5 separate regions of the Mus musculus genome follow, and all the other regions are linked to region 3. Evidence: chromatin contacts called from public Hi-C, HiChIP or PLAC-seq, Micro-C and promoter capture Hi-C data. All regions are on one chromosome and are shown on one strand. The core of a region is the stretch at or near the end of the contact, and the rest is flanking DNA. Distances in the headings are between cores, read along the strand shown.

Region 1 (3,795 bases), core at 1,059-3,558, 240 kb after region 3:
TCTGCTACAGAGATGGGGATGAGACTCGGGGATTGGATTTGTAATAGAGGAGGGCAAGGTGAAGATCTGTAGTTAGCCTGCCTGTTTCCCCGGCTGTGATGGCTGCTGAGTTCCCAGGGAATGCCTGCTGGTGTTAGAGGCTGGATAATGGGATGAGTTGAGGTAAGAAAGATTGGATAAGAAGGTTTACTTCCTGAGTCACAGGAGATAGGGTCAGGAGAAAGAGGGATCAGAGCTGGTGTTCTGCCACAGAGCTGAGGACGAGACCAGGGAATTGGATATGAACTTCATAAAAATGGTGTATTTTTCATGTACCTTCTTGGGACCCAGCTCTTACTATTCTACTTACATAACATCACCGGTACTAGGACATACTGGGAGAGGCATTGCATTTACTGATCTTTATTTCTGTCAAACATTTTGCAATGTGCCTGTGCCAGAGTTTATTGATCCATTCTACTTCTAGTGGGTACACAGCTTCCTTCCAGCTTTTTCTTATTGCACATGGTGTTGGCAAGGATTGGTGTGAGCCCCTGATCACTCACAAGTGAGAATTACTTTTGGGTACTTACCTGGGAGTGGGATGTTTGTGGAGTGGAACATATGTGTGTTTGACTTCAGGAACTGATGTCAAACTGTTTACCAAGGTGATTATACTAATTACTCCCCTGCCTGCAGTGGATTAAGATTCCACAGATGAACACTCCTCCTAGCACCTGTCGCTGTGTCCCTTCACTTGCTCACTGTGGGAGGTTTGTCTATTAAAAAAGAGAAAGGACATATTCCTGAAAGGAAAATCTGCAGTGTGCCTCTGATAGCCTTCAGGATTCATGGCAGGACACACAAACAATTAAAAATTTATAAAAATGGATATGTATGTAGGACTTTTGGGCTAAGTCTTGTGTTGGAATCTAACATTCAGAAATCCACAGAGTAGCTCTCGTTCCTTGGAGAATCACAAGCTAGTTCAGATTCTCATAGTTTGTGCAAGCCATGAAGTCATTCCCAGGATATGACAAAACTCCATAGGCATTTCTCAAACCATCTATGAAAATTCTGTTTCAGTGGTGGCTTCAGGCTCACCACTGATATCCTGAGGAGCTTTCTGAATAGCCGAAGTCTCAGTTTTTCTTCTATGTCTGGGCCTGTTCTCCGAGAGTGCCCAGACAGACAGGTGAAACCACGGACAGCATAGTGCCTGTAAACCAGCTCCGGAAACAGTCTTGTCTTTGATATCACTGGGAACAGGCTGGTTTGAAGGACAGAGTTAATGCTACTTTACTATGCTTAAGTGAAGGGTGGGAGAAGTCACTGCCATCTTGCTGTGAGCAACTTTGATCATGTCCTGTAGGAGTCCTCTACTTCCTGAGACAGTGCTCCTGGAAGCACCTCCCCACTGTGACTAGGCATCTCTGAATGCAGTAATCTCAGAATATAATATCCTCTAGACCTCCATGGGGCTCATGTCTTATCCTCTGACCTCCCCCTTGGTAGCTGGCAACACAAAGAAGACTCACGATCTTATAAATATCAAATTAATTTCCCTGTATCCACTTATCATAGAACTTTTGATTTAGAGGTATCATTTCCTGAGTCTCTGGGCACTTCCTTTTGCTCCATGTTTTAGTGTCTCAAGGTCAATTCACATATAATTCACACTACAACACAGCAATTAACACAGAGAAAACAATCTTTCTTAAAATAGGTTCTTATTTCACTCTCTACCAGATGCACAGAACTGTTTACGAGACTGGTAGGGAACAAATTCAGCAGGAACTACACTGTATTAACAGATGGCCTTTGACCCACATGGTTCATAACTAGCCACCCTATCATTTAGGAGCTATAATGGAAACTCAGGGTGCTTCCAGTGATCTTAGGGACCTGGGCATGCTGGGAACTTTGGGACATCCATTAGAACAGAGACGCATCATCAACCAGGGTGAACAGATTTGATGGGCATTTTTTTTTTAACGACAGAGATTTTTATACAGATTCCTGATTAGCATAAAACTCCAATTCTCATTCTTCATTGTTCTGCAGCCAAATGAAACGAGCAAGACTTTGTGGGTGTTCCTGGAAGCATGCTCTGAGTGCTCCCTTCATCATTCAGAATCCTCCCTGACTCCTGACAAACAGATCCCAGAACCATCCAGAACTTGCCTGTGGCACAAGGCAGCAGTGGAGGATTATGGTCCACTGCAGGATTCAAGATTGCCTCTTCAGGGATGCCCTAGACAGATCCACAGTGCTGTGCTGCTCAAACAAGAGATTTGCTGAGAACATTTGCAATTCAATACTCTTCCTTGAGTCTTCACTGTGACACCAGATTCTTTTTGTGCTCAGTCAGGACACAAAGGGCCAGCTGGAGGGCTTCCAAAGGCATTTGGTTGGAAAGCAGACAAAGCCATTGTTATAAATTCCTTGCACTCAGACAGCTCAACAGGTGAAATCCATGTTTCTCCCAACATCTTCCCCAAAATTCACTCCCTGTCAGTTTCAATCTGGTGTCTTAAAAATAAGAATGAGAATGTGTCGTGTGTGTGTGTGTGTGTGTGTGTGTGTGTGTTCCAACAGACTTGATAAAAGACACCATTTTATATTCTGTATAGTGAATAATGGCTTCAGGCCAGCTGCAGGATCCTCCCAGGACAACCCAAAAAGATGATGGCAGTTCCATCAGGGCATCCTCCCAGTCTGCACAGAGTGACTTGCTGTGAACATGAAGAAGGAGGCTGTCTAACCCCTTCCTCCCACACCAGTGTCTCTAGCTTGTTCTGAGTTGATAGCCCCAGAACTTGCTTCAGGCATCAGAAATCAGAGATGTGGAGGATGGATCGATTCATTAAATCACTCTCAAGTCCCTGGCCCTACAGGCAAGAAGCACATCGTCCTGGGGCAGAACACCATGATTGGGAAATAGGAGTTTCTGAGAAGAGGGTTTCTCAGCATGTAAAGTGATAGAATGGTAGACACGGATGGAATTTGACCCCCAAAGGCAAGGGATACAGCACTAACACATACCTTTGATTTTGTTCAGGGAGCTCAGGCTAACTCGAGGCTGTCTTGAATCTTTGAAAAGGGATTGGATCAGGAGAAGGGGAAGGGAGACAGATGGCAGCCTCGGCTGAATTTGGAGTCACCTGGCTCTGGACCAGACTGATTGCTTCAGAAACTTCGGGGTAGGTCCTGCGCAGTGGTGCTTTCTAAGTGTCTAGGTAAGTCTGTCTTCAACTATTCTGAGAGACAGTAGAGGTGGGCTTGGATTTAAGGGTCAGCCAACTGAGAATTAGGCTGCTTGAATCATGGGTAGGACACCTACGAGGCAAAATACCTCAGCCTGAGAGTGAAAGGGAAGCCAAGTGGGACTGGTTGGACATGATGGAGATTCGATGTCATTTTGGCCTAAGTGATAGTTGGGTTTCAGACCCAGGACAAATGGCCAATGTACATATTTTACATACCAAAGTAGATCTGACATCCAGGTTCTCCTAGCATCCTTCAGTCTCTACCTGGCACACCCCACCTCTACCCCCAATCTTTCCAGCCCAGGGGCTGAGCTGCCCTTCCTTGACAGGCTCTTACTTATGTAATCCAGATATTTTGGTTTTCTCTCTCTCTCTCTCTCTCTCTCTCTCTCTCTCTCTCTCTCTCTCTCTCTCTCTCTCTCTCTCTCTCTCTTCCCTTGCCTCCATTTCCTTTCTCATGGCAATTTCCCTGACCTCCATGGGGCCAGTGAACTAATCTGCCCTAGAACAGCTTCCCAATAAGCCTGCACTTATATATGTTTTAATC
Region 2 (3,809 bases), core at 156-2,655, 150 kb after region 3:
AGCCATGTGGAAGTGGCCATGTGGCCCACTGCTCAGGGCAGACCTGTGCTTTGTAAGATACTAAATCAAGGCAGGCAGTTCTGGCTGGACATTGCATCTCTGGGTCTTGCTTGCAACCAATTCAACCCGTGTCTAAGAAGTTCGTTCCTCTGCAAGTAAAACTCTGGACCTGTCTGCAGAATCGCATATGACACTTAGTGACACGGAGGAATCTATCAAGTTTGCTTGTCATTGCCTGGCTGCAAGGGTGGGATGAAAACTTGTCCTTTCTCTTCTAATGGTCTCTCACAAGGCCACTGGTTTGTCTTCTGTATACCTAACATCTTATATAGGGGGCTACTCTAAACAATATAGGCATCTTGAGTCCTCAGAACAGGACAGATGGGAGGAAGGATGGAGCGATAGGCACCTTTGTGGACTGAGAACAGTGGGGTTGAGTCTGGAGTGCCAAGCAGTACTTCGAAGGCTATGGACCAAAAAGTTAAAGGTGTTGGTCAGGCATGTTGGCAACATTTCCTCCTCAAAAATTGTCCTTAGAAGACGCAGACATTTGGCATAACAAAGGATAAGATCTTGCTTCCATTTTCACTTCTTTGCTCCTTCATCCTGAGATATTTCAGTAAACAAAGGAATGGTGTGGGAAATAGATGCTGGGCCAGCATTCCCAGAGAGCTGAAACTTAGAGTGGATTCCTCTTTCTAATGAACGCACCAGTTAGATCGGAGGGAGAACAAGGGGAGTTCAGAACCAAGAGGAAACCCACAGGGCTTTACAGAAGTATGCACTAAATTTTAAGCAAACAAAACCATTATGCAGGTAAAAGTCCGAACACTGTTTTTCTCATCCCTGGGCTTCTACATGCTGTATCCCAGTCTGGGGTGGCGCTGGATGTGTGAAGGGTGAGCTTCCATGAAGCAGAGATAGGTCTCTGTGTGACCCTGGGACCAAACCTGTCATCCAAATCTTGGAGTCCTCTGTTTTCTGACTGCCTCAACTCTTGCCCTTAAAAGGCCACTTGTACTTTGTAGGAGGGTCCAAGAATACCCACTTGGCCACAGGAGATTTTTATGCAGGGCCTTTGATGGTTCAAGACTTCTAGGAATTGGGAGGAAGGGCAGCTTTTGGGCTACTATGCTCACACCATGGTTGTCAGCCAAGCTGTTCCAGCTGGTCTGTGTACCCATACCCTACATTTGAAACACAAGACAAGCTCCCCGTGGTGCAGGGGACATGGACTGGCCTCGGATTCTGAGCAGTTGGCATTTAAATAACATCAACACATTAATTCTGGTTTTAATCATCTGAATGACTTCCAGAATGAAAGACTGACTTTGAAGCAAGCACAGATGTTTCCTGTGGAGCTGCTCCAATGTCTGCAGTTGTGCACATGTCTATCCACTGCAGCTAGGGGAGGGGCTGGTGCCTGTCACATGCTGGTGAGCCTTCAGGCCCACCAGGTCCTCACCAGGGCTGCCTTGGTGAGACTGTGTCTGCCTAACAAACTCAGGCAGGAAAATGTTCTGTAGCCATGAAGCAGCCAGACTGAGAACCTAGCATATTCTAGGAAGCTCTGGAAACCATTCATTTCTGAGCTGGTGTATAGAAAGAGGCTGGGTCTCTCCTGTGTTTGCAGAAGGTGGGTTTGCTCTGTACAAGCAAAGGCAAGCGTTCCTTGATGTGCAGAGGGTAGGCCACCCACCCTGTGTTCACAGAAGTTGAGTCTTCCCCTGTATGTGCAGAGGGTGGGCCTGCCGTGTGTGTTGAAAGAGGATCTGGTTCGTTTGTCTGCCTGTGCCTTGTAGAAGGCAGCCCTGTTGTGTCTGCAGCCCCACCGTGGTGCAGTTTCTTACTACACAGTTTTCTGCAGTGCCCATGACACTTCATGCCCCACTGCATTTTACAAGTGGCACCTCAGAGATCTTGGCACTATATGCATTTGATATTACAGAATATAATCTTGACCTGCCCCTTTAGTATAAATAACATTTTTTTCTACTTTCAAGAGCACTGAAAACCCTCTTGCAAGGGGTAACTGCTGGCCCAATGTGTCATGATATATAGAAACAGGGGCTAAATGATGATGGTGGTGATTCTAGATTCTTCTCCACCCCTGCATTTTTGATGAGCTCTGGCACAGCTGATACCCACTTGGGGCATTCAAACACAGATGGAATTAAATTGATTGTGCCGATAATGTAGGCGCAAATGATACTTCTCCTAAAATTCCCTTGGAGGAGAAATATGTCACAATGACAAGCTTTCAAAACACAAAAGTATTTTAAACTACCTGGTGAGTGCCATTTCCGAAAGCTTGTTATTTACTATTTAGTAGAATGTGTTCCTGATGCAAACTCATCCATCTTCCCCAGGACCAGAAAATTGACTTACTGCTGTGTGTCCTCTTCACGTATGGTGCTTGGCAGCCCTGCCACTTCCTACCTTCTGAGGAGTGGGTCTTTTTACCGTTTGGACCTGCTTTGAGAGTGCTATCTATTTTAGGGAGTTGAGACTTGACTTCAAATTCAAATGGAATCACTTGAGGGAACTCAGCAAAAAGATGTCATCTAGTTTAGAAATCAAAATGGAAGTAACCATGAAACATTATAGGGAAGTTGTCATTGGCATAAATGGCAGCTTACCCCATCCTGAGAAGCCAGGTTTTGTCAGGCAGGAATAGCAGTCCCCACTGAATAGATGAACTTTGTCCTTTAGTTACCATTAGCACTGTGGCTTTGATATAGTTTTGATATTTCCATCACACTGGTATAGATTTCTTCCACTAGGTTGACTAAATGACAGGTCATGTTGCCTCTAACATTTTGGGGTGCAGTTAGTGGCTTTGGATGTACAAAGCTGACTGTCTCCTGCCATAAAAGTGTCAGATCAAGTAGAGTGTTTTGGTGGTGAATCTTGATGATCAACTTTGCAGGATTTAGAATTACCTAGGAGACGCACCTTTGCATGTATCCACAAGGGCATGTCCGGAAATGTTTAACTGTAGGGGTAAGATCCACCCTGAACATGGACAGCAGCATCCCACTGGCTGAGATCCCAGATCTGATTAGAATGGAGGAAGCCAAGGGAGCTCCAGCATTCACCTCTGCTCACCTCCCGACTATAGACACGATGTGAGGAGCGCCTCATCCTCTGCCATCAAGCGTCCCCTGCCATGATGGACCGTGCCCCAAAGCTATGAGTCAAGATCAAGTCTTCCGTCCCCTGATTTTGTTGGGTGTTTTGTCACAGCTGTAAGGAAAATGACTAATATAGGTACCTTTTGATGTCATGGACAACTCTATCTGAAGACCTAAGATGCTAGAATGAGTAAGAAGTGGCCTACCGGTATCTTGTTGCTTTCTCCAAATCTGCCACTATTGATTGACTCCCGGAGACCAAGATTTCCCAGATAGAATTAGAGTGTAAAGTAATTTCAGACCACTTAGGAAGAGATGGGTCCTACAAAGATCATGAGATTCTCTTCCAGGAAATGTATGACTATGATTCATCCTCTTGTAGGTTTTTATTCCGGACATGACCCTAGGGCAAGGGGAGTCCATTCAAAACAAACGAATGTCATCATCCAAAAGACAAACACAAGAATTTAATGGTAACTTTCAATCCTGGGCCAGCCAGGCCAAGATGGGAGGTTTTGAAGCTCCCAGTCCCTGGACAATCCTCAAGCTAAGTCCATCCCTGGAGAGTGTTGTCTGGAGTTCTTGGGAGGTGCTTTCTGCACAATCAGAGAATGGGCGTCTCCCTATCAGTAAGAAGGAGGCCAGCATACAGAGCCTCTGTCCTCACAGTGTACG
Region 3 (3,876 bases), core at 826-3,325:
AGACTCCAGCACAGAGCATGATGTAGAAAAGTGACTCCAATATTGAGATCCTTGGATAGTGTTGAGCCTCTGACAGTTGACAGAAAAAGAGGAGTGTGACCATTGGAGGCTCTTTGAGCCTGCTCTCTCTTTTGAGTCAGGAAGTGCCCAAGGTGTCAAGGCCTTTGAACACCAGCCCAGACAGGAACTTAACCTTTAGCCAAGTTGCCTAGCAGAGGCCTTGAGTGAGAACCGGTGTAGAAGCCCCCCAGGATGGTAAGTACCCACAGATTTGGGGTGACTCCCTTCCTTCACTCCAGGAGCTAGAGGTGCTGCAGGCCTAAAACTTTGCTTTGCTGAGAGTACACACAACCCAGACAAGGCCACTGGGAATCTTCTATGCCCCCAGGTCACACCATGAAGGAATGAATGGACCCTGTTCTACTTCTCTAAGAATACAGCTTTGCACGCGCAAGCTCTCGAGGGGGGATGGGGGGAATTAGTCTACCTAGCAACTGGCACAACATCCCAGTTTGAGTGGGAGCCTAGAGAGCAAGATGGCCACATAACATCACCTGTGTACATACAGAAGTGCAGCCTCCAGTGGATGATACCACTGCTCCAATCTGCGAAGCTTTGGGGCTTTACATGGGAAATAATCTTGTCAGTACTTTGGCATCCAAGAAAGGGAAAACCTCACAAATTGTAAGTGGTTTGGGTGGAGAGAAGTAGCGATGTGCCAGCTATGTAAATCAGCATATGTTGAGACAAAAAGAAATTGTGACAGGTCAGGAGGAAGTTAGAAAGGTAGGCAAACCAGGAAAACGAGGAAGCAACCCTACCTAGAAACTGATTGGAGCCAAGTGGGTGCTTCTATTTCTACCAGGAGGGGCTGCGAACGGGGTGAAGGGTGGTGAGTATGTGCCTGACCTAGGTGTGTCTTTGGATGTAGCTGTGCGGACTGCACTTTCCCGCCGTCAGGCAGGCTTCATTGGCAAGCTCCTGCTTGGTACCAGAAGTTGGATGCCTAGGGTTTCAGGTTCTTTAGCACGTGACAGTCTGTGCCCTGCCGCCGGCACAAACTGTCTAGGACTGGACTGGGGCTGGAAGCCGTTACCAGTTGATGTCAGAGGATCTGATGGAGAAGACCTGGCATTGGACCAGTCTACCCAGTGTTCTGCGCAAGCTAGGTCAGCACAGGGGCTGGGACCAGCGCCGCCTGGCGGAAACTGCTTGTGATCAGAGCGAAGCCTGGCTCCGCCGGCTTAGAGAAAGGAAGCTCCGCGTGGAACGAGTGGAGCAAGAGATTCTTTGACCCAGACACTTCTTGCGGCACAGCAGCTTATGGCGAGGCATGAAGGAACTCAGTCCTGTGCCCGGAGGGATTAAAAACAAGTTCACCGAGGCCAAGCCCTCTAGAAGAAGTCACTTGTGTTGTGCCTTGCATCAGAGAGAGGGTAGAGGTTGGGAGTCTGTGGGTTAAAGCAGAGGCAAAGGAGGGCGCTGAAGCCAGCAGATAGCCAGAAAGGACTTTAGACCCAGTACTAAAAATTCGGGTTTCCTGGCACAGTGAACCTCTAGAGACTTGGGAAAATATTTTGCATATTTATCCAAGAGAGAAATCGACCCATGCCTAGAAGGGTCCGGGACTCAGCTGGCGTCAACGTCTGCAGTCTAGTATTCCCTCTGGGCCCTGGGCCCTAGACTCACTTTAAATCAGGTAGATCACGCCGGGGCCGCCAGCTCCGCGAGTGGCGGGACCTGCCCGGTTCCAGCGCAGCCACCTCGGCTTCAGCTTGCCATTAGGATCGCAAGCGGGGTCTGGAGCCCCTGGACCCTCCGTGCGCACCGTCAGCTAGAGCAATTGGCCACCAGTAGCGACAACGGAGTGGGCTAGGGATCACAGTAGAAAAAAAATCAGCCGGCTGGGTTGGGAGCACCCCATCGTGCCGCGCTGTGTCCCCGCCTCGGGGGTCCGGATCTGTGGGCGGGGACTGGGGCCCCGCCAGGCCCGGGGCTGGCGCGGGCAGGAGGAGGGGCTCCAGAGCGGGCCAGGGGCGGAGCGAGCGGCCGCGTCGCGCAACCAAGTGAGTTCGCTCCGAAGCCCGCGCCGCCGCCGGCCCGCACCTCGGGCGCCCGCCGCCCCCGCCGCCGCCCGCGCGGGGGTGTAGGATGCTGGCGGGCGCCAGGCTCCAGCGGCGGCGGCGGCAGCTACAGCAGCCCCAGCAGCCCCGGTGGCGGCAGCCTCTCCCGTGGCCGATGAATGCAGACCCACCGCCACCGCCCTGGGTTTGGATGGTCCCCGGCACCGCCGGGCTGCTCCGGCTTGGCGCCGGGGTCGCGCCCCCGCCGGTGCTGTTGGCCTCGGCGCAGCCTGCCTCCGCCCCGTTGCTCCCGCGGCTGCCGGGCTGGCCAGCCCCGGGAGAGCCCCTGCTGCCCCTGCTGCCGCTGTCCTCTGCGCCAGACCACGCCGCCGTGCACCATTATCCCCTGCTCCACGGACAGGTAACGGCTCCAGCCCTGATCCCACCCAGGCTCGGTATTGCGGGTCCCTTCCTATCCTGGGGCTGCCCTGACCCTCGGGTTGGCTCTTCTCCGTTCCTGGGTTGTCCTGGGTTCTCCATACCATCAGGACGCAGCCGCGCATTCATACATTGGCAAGAAAGTTCATGCTTCGACGTCCGGTTTTGCTTTGGCAGTCTTTTTTTTTTTCCCCAATATTTTCCCCTGGCTCTCATTAGACCGCCCTAGATCCCGCATCCCTGGCTGAAGCCAAACAGCCTGGACCCAACTTTCCCCGGCGCCGGGCGCTGTCCAGAACGCGGTCCTGAAGTCGCTGCCTCCAAGCAGAGCGCTGCAGCCAACAACCGTGGCTGCCATCGCCTCGAAGTTAATACTTTTACAGTCTCCACCAGACTTGAAAGCAAGCTGCAGATCAATAGCTATTTCTGATTCTGATCTGGTCCCCCTACTCCTTCACATAGATTCAGGGCAGTGCTTAAGAGAATTCCAGCCACGGAAGGCAGCCTGGAAATCCTGCCATGAAAGCGTCTTGTGTGGGGAATTCCTCTCCTGCCCTCTGAATTCCCTCAAGCCAGATCCTACTTTAGAAGAGTTTGGCATGCAGAGACTGGAACAGCAAAGAAAAGTGACTGCACCTTTGATTGATGGTGTCGTGGTGCAACCTTTCTCCTGGCTTCGGCCAAATTCCTCGTTCACTATCTGTGCGAGTGAGTTTGAATGCAGGAATAGCTTGCATTTCACGCCGAAACGGATACCATTAGCACATTCAAATGAGCATTTTGTCACAATATACCTTTTCATTATTTTAGCCCGGTACCACCTTGTGACTTTTTTTTACAAGACGTCATGAAACTCCCCGTAAGCTATTCCTTAGACTTAACGATGCAGATACATGCTGTACTGGGCATCCTATCTTGATGTGTGATACACATAGTAGTCAGCTTTATTGGATAAGCTCTGCTAGCTTTTGCCATGTTTAGGAGGGTTGCCATTTCAGAGTGTTACCACTAGAGGTACATAATGTCAAGAAATCCCCCAAAAACACCCTGTATAAATAATTTTTTTAAAAAAAATTTCAGAAAAAAAATCTTAGCATTAGTCTTTTGAATATTGCTGCTATTCACTATCCAAATAAGGATAGGGAGAATCAGAAAGCTATTTTTACATATAACAAACAAACAAACAAAAAATGTGACTTTGAAACAGTAGCCACTGAGTGTTCCCCCACCTCAGCATTACTGGGGTGGTTTAGTGGGTGACCCATACTTGGTTGTGTGCCCTTCCTGTGCTGGCTGTATTATTTTCTGCACTGAGATCTTCCACCAATTTTCTTTTCTCTAGAATCTGTTTTAACGAACCTTCAAAAAGTTACAA
Region 4 (3,582 bases), core at 260-2,759, 190 kb after region 3:
TAGAAGTTTCTTCTCTCCTCCCTCACTATCACCTTGCCCTCCCAATATGTAGACAGCTCAATCTTGGGGTAAGATGGAGTTAGCTCAGGCTCCTTAGGGTGTTTTCAGCAGTAGCTACTCCAGTCTCTAGTACTCTTGGTTATTGTTCAAGCTGCCCCTGGTGATCTGTCTCAGGTCCCTCATGAGAACAGTATCCATGGACCAGTCTCATAGCCTAGTGCACATACCTCTCTGCTTGGATGTGGTCACCTAGGGATGCACAGTGAATGCTGGTGCCATCTTTGTTCATCAGGGCATGGCCACAGGTGAATGCCTGTCACTTCAGTGACTTCTTGTGCTCCCTGGAGCCAGCAGAAAGCCAGATCCACCCCTCTACGTGGCTGAGGCACACTGGGCTGTCATTTTTCCTCCTTTTCCTTGCCTGTCAACCTTGAAGAGGCCTTAACAGAAGTGCAATGCTAGCTGTAGCTGCAACAACCAGAGGAAGAAGCAGGGCTGGGGAGATGGAGGAGGAGGGACAGAAGTGAAGACAAGGGAAACCTGAGGAAGAAGCGTTCCTTTCAGAGGACCCATCAAGGAAATGCCCCTGTAGGCAGAGCAAGCAGCTGGCAGCTGGATGCAGAAAGAAAGGGGACGATGGGGAACCAAATCCTAGGGCCACCCTTTTAACAACCATGTCTCTCTATGCTTGTCTTTTGTCCATAAAAGGCTGTAAGCTGCAATAATTTAACACGGTAATTGGCTGTGTGGAGGAAATGTAAACTTCTTTATAAAGATAATGAGCAAGAACGGCAAGGGTTTCCTGAGCAAAGAGTGATTTCCTATGCACACTGAGTCTCAGAGCCAACCATCCTCCACAATGGGGACTCTAGGTGACAAGCATAGCAAAGCTGTGTCTGGGAGGAAGGCTGATTGGCTAGTGCCAGATCCTGGGCTCTTGGCCACTCCATAGCTGACATTCCTGGAAGCTCTGTGTGGGATCTGGGCAGGTTGGGACCACTGCTTCTAAAGGTTCTGACACTGCTCCAAAGACCTGGCACTATTATGACCCCTTAAGCTCCTAGGATTGATAGGACTGTCTCCACAATCAGGTAGTGGAGGGCTCTATGGTTTCCTCCAGAAGATCCCTGGTTTGGCAACAGGAGGTTTTCTGCAGGGAGAACCAAGAACTCCCTACCTGCCAGCCATGATTAGACTCTCAATGTCATCAGAGAGTAAAGAGCCAAGCTGACAGTGGTGTCTTTACCCAGTTCAGGAGGGTCTAATTAAATTCCATGTTAAGGGACCCAAAAGACTGCCTCAGAACTCTCTGGGTCTCTAGAGAACACTAGATTCCCAAAACAGCCAAGGGTTCCCAAGAAAGAGTGGGTACCAACTAGGGGAAGAAAAGAGGGAAGGCTTTCTTTGCTGCACAGCTCCAGTACATGTGGAGCCCTGTAGCAGGAGGAGGCTCAGTGAGAACAGATGCTTTGGTGGCAACAGCAGCATCAGAGATAGGCCTCCTCCGGAGACCAGAGATATGTAAGTGGAGTCAGGTTGCAGCCCTGCAGAACCCAGGCCCTCAAAGCCCATTGGCCTGTAGAGGTTCTGTCCCTGGGAGCTTGCTTGTCATGCTGAAGTAAAACAGGACTCATTCTCTGGGAAGAAGTCACAGAAATAACTGTCCTTATCTTTCAGGACCACATTTAAAGAGTTTGCAGAGAAACACGGCCGTGATCAGAGGTTTCGTCTTGTTCAGAAGCGAAAGGATCAGGAGCACTTTTTCAACCAGTTCATACTTATCCTAAAAAAACGGGACAAGGAAAACAGACTAAGGCTCCGGAAGATGAGATGAGTCCGTGCAAACACGGTATGACAGCAGGCAGCTGAGTGTGCGCTTGGAGGAACTTAGGTGGCAGTGGCCGGCTGCTCTGCCCATTCCAGGCAGCCAGGGGTGCAGGTGTTCTCAGAGAATTACTGTTTCATATTGAAGCTCCCTCTTTTGTACATTGTTCCCCGTTTGATGCATTTCTAATTGCCATGAGATGTCGAGTCTTTAAGTGTTTTAATTATGCAAATTACTTGTAATATACACAAATTACAAACCCACTGCAGGTCTGTGGCAAAGCAGCAGCAGGAAATGCGGATAATCGTCTCGAGGTGTTGCCTCCACTCCACAGGACTGTCTAGAACTTCTAGAGTTTTGTGAATCACCCCCCTTTTGTGCAGGCCTCCCGTGGTGTTCCTAGATCAAGGCCCCTTGTTTCCTGAGTAGTAGAAATGGGTTCCATTATTCATCACAGTGACAACCGGACATTTGACACCCTTGTGAATCGTGATCACTTGCAGGTGACTAAGAGTGACTGGCTTCTCTGAAGGTGTATCCCCACCAGGAGAAGGGAGCCATGCTGGCTGTCAGAGGTCCTTCTTAAGAAGAATTATTTTGTACAAAATCATCATATTACTATTTGAGTTATTTTTATTGTGTGCCCAGAGTTTGCATGAGATTTTTCTCATCATCTTTGTATAAAAATTTTACATTTTTTTTAACCAATAAATATTTTAAACCAGCATGTTTTCTGACTGAGGCATGCCTCACTGTCTTAGACAGCAAAAATGAATCAAATAAAGACTTCCAGTTTCAAAAGATGGCAGATGGAGGTAAGTGCATGCCATGCCATGTCAGGGTACTGGACCAGACTCTGACTCCCTATAGCAGCGGATCTATAGCCTAACTGGCCCCGACCTCGGAGATGATAAGCTTTCCAGTAAGGCTTTGGAGGGACTGGTGCCAAGTCAATGTGCCAGCGAACAGTCGTACCTGGAGACCACCCTGTGACTTTAACAGGAGGTTTTAGAGAAAGAATTGTAATGCCACAGGTGTCTGAGGTTATGAGGTCTAGGTCCAGAAACTAATGACAGATCTGGTTAGAACAGCTATTCCCTATCTGAACAGAGGCCTTAGACCATGGCTGTGGTACAACCTGACTTGGTGAGAGGCAGATAAGTTAAGTATGGGCATGCTGGTAAAAAAAACTTGGTGGAATTTCACCCCAGAGCCTAGGAGAACCACTCATGTGTCTCTGTCTCATTGGGAAAACTCTATTCCAATCTGCCTTGGCAAGGTATCAGGTGGGGGTGTTGCTGCCACTAGGAGATGCTGTCTTCTGAGCCTTTGGGACAGGGGCTAGAGAAATACTGGAGGCTTTAGTGGGGGGTGCGGGGGGTGGTGCTTGGAGGGTGGATCCTCCAGGGCCTTTGCATTTGGATAAAAGCAGTTCTCATTTCCACATAAATGCCACGGAGAACTCATTTGCCCAGTGAGATTGGTAACTTGAACACAGAATACCATACCTGCAGCCTGAATGGAGTTCTTAAATGTCTCTTACCCACCCGGCATAGTGTAATGTAAGTAAGTATGCCCTGTCAAGTGGAAAGAGTGGGGATAGGGATGGGTCTGAGCACCTCTGGAACCATTAGTTCACTCACTCCCAGTTCTGGACTTGCCCCTCTAATGTGGGTCACTCTCTCTACACCCACACCTCTGTTACAGTTGGACTCCTTGTCATCTACTGACAGCAGGAAAAGTACAAGCTTTGGGCC
Region 5 (3,839 bases), core at 205-2,704, 200 kb before region 3:
AGAAAACTGCGTCGGACTTGGGATTGGTTGGATGGCTTGGTGGTGCCTCTTGCTGCATCCTTTAATCCAGCCTAAAAAGGTCCCCAACAGGCATCCTGCACCCCATCAGTCACCTTTGATGTCCATCCTTTGCGGGAGAGAGATCTCCATCAGGCCTCATGTCACCCTTCAGCCTTCCCTCCAGTGTGAAGCATGTCTGCATGAGAACTTGTGCCAAACAGCCCCCAGCGTTCTTTGACCCTGTGCTTGGAAGTTTCCTGCATCAGTTGGTCCCAAGGATTCTTGTAATACAGGGTCAGGGTGCCACAGACCACCAATCTTAGGAAAAAGTCAGAAAACATCTTTGGACATCATGCAGGTTGGCTCTTTTAGCAGGCAGTGTGTTCCCAGAAAGACCTCTTCTGACACACATGGGACCATAGAGGGATCCCCGGTCAGACAGCTGCACCCTCAAGGTGCTTGGCAGCTTAGGACCTGGCTCTTCAGCCATCTTGGCTCTCTGCACCAGCTGTGGGCAAGGTTATGACATCTAGGCCCTAGGGTGATGGCAACAATGGAAGGAATCCTGCAGGAAGTCACCCACATGACTACTCCCAGATTAAGGCTCCCAATGCTTCATATTCAGAGCTGTGACAATATTCTTCCAGAGATGTCATCTTCAGGAGACCTGCCGTCTCAAGTGACACTGTCCTGACATGTTTCAGAGGTTTTGATCTCTTTTCCTCACCCTTCCATAAGATGCCTGACCTCTCAAATTTAATTGAGAGAAATCAGTTTTGGATCAACCAGTGGGTCAGGTGAACTAGTGGTTTTCTGAGTCAGACTTCATCGGAACGAGTCCCTCTGTCCTGTCCGAGACTCATTGTTCTCTGAGTTTTATTTCTGATATAGGTCAGTCAGCCTGACCGTCACCTTTTGGTAAACACATTTTCTTCTCTTGGGTTTGGCGCTATTATTAGCTTCCTAGGTCAAGAAGAGAATGTGCTCCAAAGGAACTGGAGATGAGAGTAACAGGGCAAGAGACCAACCATCCTTTACAATACTGCAGAGGGCTGCCTTGTCTGACCTCAGTGGGAAAGGATGTGCCTAATCCTGTAGAGACTTGATACCCCAGGGTAGGAGGAGGGAGGGTAACATTTGGATATAAATAGATTAATTAATTAATTAACTAACTAATTAATTAATTAATTAAAAATTACTGCAGTCTGGTGAGGGATAGGACTTGCTATTCCTGACAAGAGATGATTAGGGCACTGGTGCTTTTGAGTCCTTGAAATTCAATGTCCATGTCATACACCCGCTCTCCTTTTGTCCCCAGCCATTTCTCCACTTTTCATTTAAGGAATCCGCAGTGTCTGCGAATGCAGCCCCAGCTCATTTTGTAACCCAGCAACCCAGGAAATCAGACCAGGCCTGATTTTAGCTCTTAGAAATGTGTTGCTGTGTGCTGTGTTGAAAGTAATCACAGAACCTGTTCCTGATCATCATGAGCTGAGAAACTTCAGCTCTGAACCATGCTGCGTCCTCCCAACCACCCCAGTGATAAAAAAGACTGTTGTAACGTCTAAAGCCTTCTCCACTGTTCTAAGTCAGGCGTGGCTTGCTCACCTTCTCACTGTGTCGGTGACCCCTGTTTTGCCTTTAACACACATCACAGCTCAGAGATCTGAGTTTGTTTCTTGTAGGCTCCTTGTGGATAACATTTCTGGGAACAATTTCATTTGGCTCACATAACCTCTCAGAGCTGGGGTGGCTGTGGCAGAGCCAGGCTCCCTTGGGATCAAGCCCACCAGGATGCCTAGTGAACTGTTAGTAAGTTAAAGACCATTTTTCTGGGTATCTGCTGTTCTATGGTCTTTATTGTTACAGAGGGATGGGGTTTTTTCCCCTGCAGGGTATGTGAAAGTGTTATTTAAATGGTGCATTGAAATGGAATTTATTGTGTTTGCCAGAGTCCCATCCAAAGGCTGGGGCTGTATGTATAATGTGGACTATGGATTCTTTCCCAAGTCATTCCTTACGGCTCTAGTTGCACCCAGACTAGGAGCAATGAAAGGTTTTTACAAGGAATTCATGGATTTCTGCATTAGGCATACTTACAGTTGTTTCTATCATTACTCCTCACTGAAATATAAATTCACTGTTTGTAAATTTAACACCATTCTCTACATAGTTACGGCATTAAAGTTTTTATTAGCTCCAAGCACTTAGGGACTTCCTAGAATCCCCACTGTCTCTTACCATCGCATATACCTTTAAGGACAAGGAGTAGAACCTTCCACCTACTTGCTCCTGAAGAGGGGTCTTGGACCTCTGCTCATTACCCCTCTAAAGCACGACTGGTCCATGGAGCATAGAGAAAGGGGCATGACTATCCTCCACTGTGGGAGCTGGCTGGCTCCTGCTTTACAGGGACTGATGCCGGATTCTTGAAGGCATTCAGGGATACCCTCCAAAGGTGAGATGGTAGTATCTGTGCCTCCAGCTCACAAGCACATGGACTCTGGGCTGTGCCTTGAAGGTTTTCATTTTAAGTCTCTTTAGGGTAATGGGGGTTCCTGGCAAATCCAGCTCCTTTGATTTCTTTTCCACAGTAAAGAAAATATGGTATCCCGAGGATTTGTCAGGCACTTGCTTGTGATTGACACCGCACTTTTTCAAAGCACTGCGTTTTATGGGAACTGTCAGCTCCTGCCTCGGAAGGAGACTTTTTATGCTTTGTGGCACTCTGTGTCATTTCCGTCAGTGCAGGGACCACGCTTATTGAGGGCTTATTAGTTCCAAGTGCCTGATTCACTGGCTGCGTTTTGAATATGATGTCTGCAAGTTTTTAACTTTTCTACTTCTATCTCCAGCTGGGAATTCCTCACAAGACAGACAGTGAAAGAATCAGGCTGCCGGGAAGCAGCCTTCCTGGTGCATCTCAGCATTTTCTCAGCTGTAAGCAGTCAGTAGAGACGAACCACATTCACAGCGCAGGGAGCCCAGAGTGAGCCCTGCTTCTGGGAAGGTCCACCTCATAGACGGGTGGGATTTCTGCTTAGATTCTCTCCCCCAGGACTTTATTTTTAATTGGTTTGTTGTGTATGTGCAAATGTGTGTGTGTATGTGTTTGTGTGTGTGTGTGCAGGTGCATTTCTGTGGAGACCAAGCCCTAACCCTAACCCTTACCCTTACCCTAACCCTAACCCTAACCCTAACCCTAACCCTAACCCTAACCCTAACCCTAACCTTGGATGTTGCTCTCTAAGAGCAGCCATCTTTGGTATTTTGAGACAGGGTCTCTTAATGGGACCTGAGAATTGCTGATTAGGATGCTTTGCCAGACCAGCAAGTCCCAGGGAACAGCCAGTGCCTGCTTCCCCAGATATGGGATTACAAGTGCGTGCCACCATGCCTAGGCTTTGGGATCCAACTCAGGTCCCCATGCTTGCAGGGTCAGGTAGGCTGAGTTCTCTGCTCGGTCTCTTGCCTCCTGTGACTTTAGGTAGCGTGACTATGAAGTCTGAATCAGTAAATTCTTGCCCAAACCAAGTGCAGAGCAGGGTGGGTCCCTATTGCGCCTGACCAGTGCACCTGCTTTAGCTCTGTGCATGACCAAGACAGGGAGTCTTGTCTGGAGCACTACTTCCTGAAGTCACCTAGAAAGCAACAGGGATATTTCCCGACTGAAAGAGATGGGAAGAAAGGACAGATCTGCCCAGTGTCGTCTCCTAAGGGAGGAGCTGCCTGTGAGCCTGCTGGAGAGGTAGATCTGAACCTCCATGAAATCTTGGCCTCCTGGACTCTCAGCAGCCCCTGACATGCCGCTCAAAGAGATGTCTTTCCTCTGGCTTTAC

The links. Promoter capture Hi-C pulls out the DNA fragments that hold promoters and counts their contacts. A called contact is a pair of places that touch in the nucleus more often than the background predicts. HiChIP or PLAC-seq counts read pairs in DNA pulled down with a chosen protein or histone mark.
Region 1: a contact with region 3 is called in a Micro-C map of embryonic stem cells, with 2.0 times the contacts expected there. The contact joins the enhancer-like site here to the promoter of Tcerg1l in region 3. A contact is called at or near these places in 5 of 39 promoter capture datasets (frontonasal cranial neural crest, hippocampal neurons, liver and 2 more), 1 of 484 Hi-C or Micro-C datasets (embryonic stem cells), 5 of 115 datasets of contacts at active chromatin or transcription factors (embryonic midbrain, embryonic stem cells and stem cell-derived neural progenitor cells) and 1 of 9 other capture datasets (embryonic stem cells).
Region 2: a promoter capture Hi-C map of second pharyngeal arch cranial neural crest shows a contact between it and region 3, with 2.1 times the contacts expected there. The contact joins the enhancer-like site here to the promoter of Tcerg1l in region 3. A contact is called at or near these places in 6 of 39 promoter capture datasets (the HPC-7 cell line, hippocampal neurons, liver and 2 more), 1 of 484 Hi-C or Micro-C datasets (nephron progenitors) and 2 of 115 datasets of contacts at active chromatin or transcription factors (VIP interneurons and embryonic forebrain).
Region 4: an H3K4me3 HiChIP or PLAC-seq map of neural tube shows a contact between it and region 3, with 3 times the contacts expected there. The contact joins the enhancer-like site here to the promoter of Tcerg1l in region 3. A contact is called at or near these places in 3 of 39 promoter capture datasets (embryonic stem cells and hippocampal neurons), 1 of 484 Hi-C or Micro-C datasets (cortical neurons) and 4 of 115 datasets of contacts at active chromatin or transcription factors (VIP interneurons, embryonic forebrain, embryonic midbrain and 1 more).
Region 5: a contact with region 3 is called in a Hi-C map of cortical neurons, with 1.7 times the contacts expected there. The contact joins the enhancer-like site here to the promoter of Tcerg1l in region 3. A contact is called at or near these places in 2 of 39 promoter capture datasets (embryonic stem cells and liver), 1 of 484 Hi-C or Micro-C datasets (cortical neurons), 2 of 115 datasets of contacts at active chromatin or transcription factors (embryonic stem cells and forebrain) and 1 of 9 other capture datasets (adipose tissue).

The regions. Positions count from the first base shown.
Region 1 is chr7:138,152,199-138,155,993 of GRCm38.p6, reverse strand. No RefSeq gene overlaps it. Among named protein-coding and RNA genes, the nearest start is that of Gm30395, 31 kb to the right of the region's middle. Within about 2 kb of position 2,308, at least 20 of the 459 cell types and tissues checked have an H3K27ac peak or open chromatin away from gene starts, as enhancers often do. A contact at or near this core is called in embryonic stem cells, stem cell-derived epiblast-like cells and stem cell-derived neural progenitor cells, where this site is marked.
Region 2 is chr7:138,244,382-138,248,190 of GRCm38.p6, reverse strand. All of the region lies in intron 8 of Tcerg1l (transcription elongation regulator 1-like), which reads left to right. Among named protein-coding and RNA genes, the nearest start is that of Gm51503, 22 kb to the right of the region's middle. Within about 2 kb of position 1,405, at least 15 of the 459 cell types and tissues checked have an H3K27ac peak or open chromatin away from gene starts, as enhancers often do. A contact at or near this core is called in VIP interneurons and second pharyngeal arch cranial neural crest, where this site is marked.
Region 3 is chr7:138,395,929-138,399,804 of GRCm38.p6, reverse strand. It overlaps Tcerg1l (transcription elongation regulator 1-like), which reads left to right and starts at 2,075. Exons shown (of 12, transcript NM_183289.3): 1 at 2,075-2,484. The coding sequence starts at 2,152.
Region 4 is chr7:138,207,943-138,211,524 of GRCm38.p6, reverse strand. It overlaps Tcerg1l (transcription elongation regulator 1-like), which reads left to right. Exons shown (of 12, transcript NM_183289.3): 12 at 1,678-2,553. The coding sequence ends at 1,834. Among named protein-coding and RNA genes, the nearest start is that of Gm51503, 15 kb to the left of the region's middle. Within about 2 kb of position 1,509, at least 10 of the 459 cell types and tissues checked have an H3K27ac peak or open chromatin away from gene starts, as enhancers often do. A contact at or near this core is called in neural tube, where this site is marked.
Region 5 is chr7:138,592,891-138,596,729 of GRCm38.p6, reverse strand. The region is part of intron 1 of Gm30751 (a long non-coding RNA gene); the gene reads left to right. Among named protein-coding and RNA genes, the nearest start is that of Gm30751, 14 kb to the left of the region's middle. Within about 2 kb of position 1,454, at least 2 of the 459 cell types and tissues checked have an H3K27ac peak or open chromatin away from gene starts, as enhancers often do. A contact at or near this core is called in cortical neurons, where this site is marked.